Regions from separate parts of the Zea mays genome. Here region 1 is linked to region 2. A link is a contact called in public Hi-C data. All regions are on one chromosome and are shown on one strand. The core of a region is the stretch at or near the end of the contact, and the rest is flanking DNA. Distances in the headings are between cores, read along the strand shown.

Region 1 (4,050 bases), core at 1,113-3,612, 170 kb after region 2:
ATGTTTCCGTTGTAACGCACGGGCACTCACAGTATAAGTATAAATAAGGAAAAGTCTGCGATATACTAGACTTCGATTTTAGGATGCTAACGGGATTATGCACTTATTACGCTAGATAGTATCTTCCACAACTGTTTACTGAATAAAAAAGTAAACTAGACCCACACACAAAGGCCCTGTGCCCATAAATTAGAGCCTCTTGTGCCAATAAATTTTGCAGAAATGATATTGAAAGAAGCATCCCAGAGCAGCGTAGAACATTACACATTCATACCAAACGGAACTCCTTTCAATTTGAAGATACTGCAATCAGACATCGATGTAACGGGGCAAATTAAGATCTGCTGCTGGCATAACATTACGACAATAGTTCATCCGTTCGACAACAAATTTTGGCACAACTTCCACAGGTTCAGCACTTGAACAATCTAAGTTACCAACACAAGGCATTTTAAGTTCAGAGAAAAGTGAGAAATAAACACATGGCCATTTCTAGTCCATCTTTACTCCAACAAAACCTGCAGACATATAAGCCAAAAATAGGATAAGCAAAGGCATTGCAGACATATATTCGAATGTGGACAGGAAAAAAGAGATAGAAAGAACTATATTTTGGGACAGATGGGAGTATGAAAAAGGAAATAAACATTCCCTCGATATCAGTGCTTGTATAGAAACATCATTTACTCTTCTCTAGTTCTATATGCCCAATATAAACATAAATGGGCAGACCCAGCACCACAGGCTCCCTTGTTCGGTTCAACCCCAATCCATATGTATTGAGCCGGATTGAGGGGGTTTCAATCTCTAGTAAGTCAAAATCTCTCCAAATCCGTATCAATCCCCTCCAATCCATATGGATGAAAATAACCGAACAAACCCTAATAAGTGGGGTTCGGGGAAATTATAAAGAGGCAAGACTTCCCCTGCAAATGCGAAGAGGCTGCTTCAAACCCTCTATGACTGAGTGAGATAGACATTTCAAGGTGCCTAAAACTAAAAACTGCCTAGTCTAAAAGTGCTCCAAATAGGCATCACTATATCCAATACATAGTGACAGCACAATTAAGAACTGATGCAAAAAGCATTTGATTACTCCAGTGCAAAGAAACAGATACAATCAAATGCTGGTAGGCATCTAATAAATAAAACAGAATAACTGATAGAAAACTGGAAAAGATTATTTAGAACTATATACTCCATCCATAATAGTAAAGTTTCCACAAGGGTAAACTTTTCCACCATATTTCACCGTTCCCATTCCTCACAGTTAATTTTCCTAATATTGATTTATGATTCACAAGGAGTATGTATTTTTTGCTACTAGAAATGTAGCTACATTTGTGAACAGAGGAACTATTACTGAACTAACAAACTAAACAATGTATATTCCACGTGTGTTTGGTACCATTGAGACATGTAAAGACTGAAAGTTTTAACTTGGCGTTCTAAGCTAATTGAATTAATCACTCAGCAAACTATAAACTCACTGAATACAAGCAGTATCAACATGAGCACACCAAACTACAAAAGCCGAAATTTCTCAGATGAATAGACACTGTTTGCTGCTATAGACTCAATGTGACTACTAATAAACAACCGTAACCACAAATAATGATGCGTTTTAACCACCTAAAAGTGCTAGACCATGGACTACAGCAATGGCCAGTGCAGTCTACGCAAAATTCGTTGTCATATCATTCGATCACAAACAACAAATTCAAGATCAACCAGCCAAACAAATAGAGAAGATCAGTCGTTTCCGGATCCTAACCTTAGATGCTGCTCGGGTACATGAACACTCTGACCTTGCGCCCCTGCACTCAAATAAAAACAGCATCAGGAGAGAGACCAACCATCAATTGGGATCAGGCATCAAACAGCTTAGAGGTTGCGTCACTGACCATGGACTCAGGCGGGAGGTTGGACATGAACTTGGCACGGACGACGCCCGAGTTTCCGTGCGGACGGGTGACCTTGCCCCAGATGCACCTGTAGCGGGTCTCATTGCTCTTGGTCTTGGCCTTGTAGATGTACGCCATGCGCTTGCCAGCGTACCACGCGACATCCTCCTTGGTGTTCACCCCCTCGATCTGCACGAGAGACGTGGTCTCGTACTGGTTCGACTTGGACCTGCGCAGCCACCACCGCAACCACAGTTAGCGGAATCGAACCGAAAAATGACCAGATGCAAGTAGAACAGACGGAGAAGAGGCTGTGGCGTGGATCTCACCTCTTGTATCCAAGGATGGTGCCCCGGACGTAGAGCCTGACGCGCTGTCCCGTGCGTCCCTTCACCATGGCGGCCGCTTGCTTCGTTTTGCGCTTACGCTTCCGCCGCCGGGTAATGCTAGAGAGAGCTCGTGCAGTTTGGGGCCGGAGGTACCTTATATGTAGCAGGGGACGGAGAGAAGAGCGATCTCGATTGACTCGCAGATTCCAACGAACGGTCACGATGTTCCGAAGGGCTGTCTCGAAAATGCTAGGGTTTAAGTCACGAGGGTAAATGGGCCGATTGGTTAATGGCCTTCTGCAGGTTTTTTTAGTCTTTCCATCTGGGCCAAGATGGGCCGGTCTAGCAACATGACGAGGCTAATTGCAAATAGGACGTTTCGTTCCATGTTAACTCATTGATATGGTCCTAAGGGTTTAGGTCGTACACTCGCACTAGTATCTTGTGTGCCGTGACAACATATAAATTATTCAATAAATACAACATATAAATTATTCAATAAAATATTAATACATAACATACATTAAAAACATGCTTCAACTTCTTCTACCATCAGTTGTATATAATGAAAATGTAATGAGCATTAATAGGTTTAAGAGATAAATATATGTGAATTGCTTCTTTTTCTATGAATAATTAATTCATTTTCTTTTTTCGAATGATTGGGAGTATAGTATATAGACAAACATTAATACAAAGGCCATCAGTTGCACGGCTAGGGAGACGAGTAAGGTGTGGCACGTGGGTTGCTCGGGCCGATTGTGTTGGGCCGTTACGTGGGAGAGAGAGTGTAGACACACGACATATATGATTCACGTGTGACACGACGACGGTGGAAACTGTCGCACCCGGTTTTGGAAGGTAAACCGAATGCGAACCATGTACGTGCTAGGATTAGAAACTCACGTACACAGCGATTACATAATTGGACATCATCACACAATGCTCAAAGTAAATAGCGGAAAAATACTTTATTACAACAAGATGTCCAAGACATCCACTGAGTCTAAAATATAGTCATTAACATCAAAGCGCGGAAATACGAAACGTAGAAGATAAGGCCTTCACAGGCAGCTGACTGGGGGTTTGCCACTAAGATAAACTAGAACTCATCGTAGTCCTGAAACTCCTCAAAATCCTCCATGTTGCCAGCATCTCCTCCTAAGCACTGAGTAAAGTGGGGACAACCTGGTGTGGGGTAGTTTGTAAAGCAAGGGTGAGTACACATCAACGTACTCAGCAAATGTCCCGTTTGGCTAAAGTGGACTAGCTTTATGTGGAGTTAAGGTTAAGCAGTTGCTTTTAGTTGGTCAAGTATTTATTACTACTAGTAGAGCCAAGTTTTAGTAATAAACCCATTTATTACCCAAATGTACTCCCTCCAAGAGGAAATACCAGAGATCATAATTATACCATCATCATTAATCATCATCGTAAAAGTAACCAAAGTTCTTCTAATCAAAGAGGATCCCAAGGCCGCTCATAACCGTGAGCACGGCTGATATACCAGTTTCTAACACTCTGCAGAGGTCGCATACTTTACCCACAAGTCGTGATTCACATTCTGCCCGGAAAGAGCCAATCTCCATTGACCACTACCCATGTGGCCTGGCAGGGTATCACTACGTAGCCTTTACAAAGATTTCCCAGAGGTCGTAGCCGCTCGTTAGGTTTCTCCAGTTTGATAAACACAGTACCTCTCCCCAAAGGAAGGGTGACTAACAAAACCGAATCAAGAACCTCTGCAACCAGCCTCGGTAGAGCAAGTACTGTGCCCGGACCCCATTGACGACCCTACGACGAAGCCAAGTACTCCT
Region 2 (3,628 bases), core at 966-3,465:
TGAACATAAATAGAATAACAAAAGAATTGGAACATAGATATAATAAATGATTATCCCAAAACCATGTAAAGCAATAGCAAAACTACCCAAGTGATTCAGGGGTAAACAAGGTAATGAGATAAACAATCTAGGGTGACCTATCGGGTCCCATCAAAATTAACCTATGCATGGTAGATGATTATAAAGAACATTATTGGGTAACAAAAGTGAATCAAGGGCACAACTTGCCTTCAATGAGCTCCTGCTCAGCTACTTCAACCTGCTGCTCACCAGGATCTTCAGTCACGGGTTCTTCTACTCGCCACAATACAAACAAGCACAGTGCATATAGAGAAATTAACATTACACCAAACATATAAACAAAATACACAGTAATAATCTACATATTAAAATAAAATTCTAGGAACAGGAATCATAATTTTTGGAGTTATAAATTTTAAGTTATGGCTTTTCAAAGGTTTTATGTGTTAAAATAGGATTAAGTGTGAGATTAATTTTCTTACTGTTGTCATGATAAAACAGAGGCTCTAAGTGATAGAGAATTAAATTACAAAAATTTAGAAACTGGAATGGATTAATTTGGAGTTAGTATGAATTTTCTATGAATTTATTAAGTTCTAGTAATTATTTTCATATTAAAAATCCATTTTCTATTTCATTTATTCGAATTAAACGGGTTCTGGACTGGGCCTCATTTTCTGCAAAGTATAGAGGGCTCGGGGTAAGAATCCAGAGACACAGGGAATAGTGGAAGTAGGACGACAGGTTCATTATAAAATACCCTAGGGTTTCTTTAGCAAAATGTACCCCCGAAGGGGTATGGTGCGATATCAGCCGCTAGATCCCGAACCGAGGGCCCGGATTAGATCCTACATAAACTGAAACAGTATGCCACCAGAGCGGTTGGATCAGAGGTCTACGGTCCAATTTCACCAATCCCGTGGCCTAATCGTCGCTATTGGATCCCAATCCAACGGTCCGGTGTTATTTCACACGCGATCTATTCTACGCCCTTCAATCCGGATCGGACGGCACGGGTCCTGTCTTCTACCCCGCGGCCAGGCGACGGCGGTGGCCACGCCCTCGCGGCAGCGCCCCACCGGTGAGCAATTTCCGCCGCCCTGATGCCTAACCGATACCCTAAGGCGATCCACGTAATGCAAGGAACACTATGAACACGTGAGCGGAGTTTTTACCGGAGTCGAGGCGTAACGGCGCTTGCCCACGCGCCAAGGCGGATCTGCGGCAGCGCACGAATCCGAGGAGCGATTCGACCGACGAAGCTACGCCACCGACGGAATCAGCTGTCGCCGAAGCTTCTAGGAGTCACGGCGCAACGCTATTTTGCCCTACGGGTGCCCGAGTGCCCCCTGGCTCCTAGTTCGACGGCGGTGACCTGTTTTCTCCCCCGTGGCGGCTCTCCCATTCTCTTCCTCGGTTCACGGAAAAAAGGGTAGCGCAGAGGAAGGGGGGGTAAGCCATATATCCAGCGGGCGAGGTCTGTGCGCGAGTGAATCTCGCCCAAGCCGTTGCGCCGGCTATGGTGGTGGGGTCGGTCACCGCGACGCGCGGATTTGGCGGCCTGGCGAAGACGACCATGAACTGAAGAGTCTGACCCGTGGGGGCCATGTGTCATTCACAGGCGGGTGATGAAAGGGCTGGCGCGGCTATGGGCCAGCGCGGGGTGTGAAGTGCCCAATTGGGCCGACCGAGGGAAGAAACGGCCCAAGTGCACAGGTGAGCTTTTCTTTTTTTTCAATTTCCTTTCTATGTATTCAAATTCTACTATTTGAATTTCAAACTTGAGTTGTGGATCCATCATAAAGGTTGAGTGCCCAAAATAAACAATGTATCAGTAAATAATATTTTTATTTATATATATATATATATATATATATATATATATTTATTTACTTATTTTTATCCTCACCATATTTATTTCCTTCTCTTTTTTAGATTCAAGAATTTCTTTTAGGTCTCAATTTCCATTCTAGATTTAACATATTCATTTTTATATTATTTTTTTTTTATATTGTCACAAGTAATGCACACACAATAAAATCCCAGCATGATGCATGTGTCATTTTGGGTGTCTTTTGTTGTTTATTGTTTAAGTGAGATGTTCACATGTGATGGTAAAATAGAAGTAACACACATATAGATAAGGGAATACAAGTAATTTCCACTTTTTATATCTCCTTACAAACTGGGTATTACACACAGCCTTGTGGGGGTCGTTCCATTCCATGTGGCCTAGCTAGCTACTGTTCCTCCCGTCCCCCCCTCCGTGATCTGTTGTGTGTCAGTCCATGTACCCTCCTCGATCGTAGTGTCTATATCTCCTGCCTTGCAGCTTTCTGCAGGGAGCTGCGCCAACGATGGGCGTCTTCCAGGACACCGGCGTCGGTGGCGGCGCCGGCAGCCGCACGTCCAGGAGGGTTTTCCAGTACCAGAGGCTGGAGTGCTGCTGGGACGACGGAGCCACTTCCAGGTGGCGGTGTCCGCCAGCCGCGAATGGTAAGAAGGCTGAAGCCCCCTGTTTGTTCAGTGTCAGGCGGCTCAAGTGGAGCAAGGTCACCTCGGTTCTGATACCGAGGAAGGTCGCCGAGTTGTCTGCAAAGATCTGCCACGCCCGCGCCAGGACGGAGGCCGTCGTCTGCCCGGCCGTCGTCTTCATGTCGCCGTGGGGCCTCCCTGTGCTCTCCCGCCCGCTATTGGTCGGCCACAACACTTGCAGGTATCACCGTGGAAGAGACACCTTCTGGTGAGCAGGTAGCTGCACCTCGATCTGTATTCCTGGCGGTGGTAGTATCGGTATATGCGTGTGTGATATATGTGGCCAGCTTAGTTGATCTTGTAGGATGTGTATTATTACTCCTCCATTTTGATTTCTGCAATACTTGTGTTGTGTTTTGCCGGCTGCATCTGAACTTAGATGCTGTTTGGTTCATGATGGTTAATAGTTAACGTTAAATCATGTTTATTTAAGTGTAATTAGATAACACACTAGAAACTGATACCGGTCTATTCAAATTTGTGTAAATTATTATCATTAACATCTACGTTAGGATTCGTGAACGAAACAACACCTTAGATCCGATCCATGTGATGCAAAGCTTTTCACTCCCCTCGAGGTTCAACAGCAGAGGTCTCACTCTGCTGACCTTTCTTTCGATTGACTGTTGCCAACCTTGTGCCGACATATAAAATCCGGAGCCAGAGTTTCGTGTTGTCAGTCTTGTGCCACTCCACATGCTTCGTGGTGTGCCTTGAGCTGTCAGTCGTGTGCCACTCCACTCCCTGGCTACAACAAGGCTATTATATTGGGCGAGCAAGCAATTTCGGTGTCAGAAACGTAAGTGGCACCCTATAAAAAACTGTGAGAAATCCTGGATCGCCCTAGGAGTTTCTCAGTCCAGCGTTCCGAAACGGCCACGAGTGCAAGCCGTCACGTGGAGGCATCCGTGGTGTGATTGATTAGGTCCCTTTACGCCATGCGTGCTGTACTCTCCGTCAACATCTACACCGAGCAATCGCCATACGTGGATTCGGATATCTCGCAGGAATATATGCGCTCGCTGTTCGGTGTTCTTTTTTCTCTCTCTCCCAATGCATGTTGCAGACACCA

The links. A called contact is a pair of places that touch in the nucleus more often than the background predicts.
Region 1: a contact with region 2 is called in a Hi-C map of tassel, with 2.8 times the contacts expected there. The contact joins the promoter of LOC100282164 here to the promoter of LOC103632627 in region 2. A contact is called at or near these places in 5 of 25 Hi-C or Micro-C datasets (ear, leaf, seedling and 1 more).

The regions. Positions count from the first base shown.
Region 1 is chr7:100,374,123-100,378,172 of Zm-B73-REFERENCE-NAM-5.0, forward strand. It overlaps LOC100282164 (60S ribosomal protein L35a-like), which reads right to left and starts at 2,363. Exons shown (of 4, transcript NM_001155076.2): 1 at 2,234-2,363; 2 at 1,905-2,133; 3 at 1,775-1,817; 4 at 203-518. The coding sequence starts at 2,301. The coding sequence ends at 1,776.
Region 2 is chr7:100,199,674-100,203,301 of Zm-B73-REFERENCE-NAM-5.0, forward strand. It overlaps LOC103632627, which reads left to right and starts at 2,216. Exons shown (of 1, transcript XM_008654373.4): 1 at 2,216-2,988. The coding sequence starts at 2,379. The coding sequence ends at 2,768.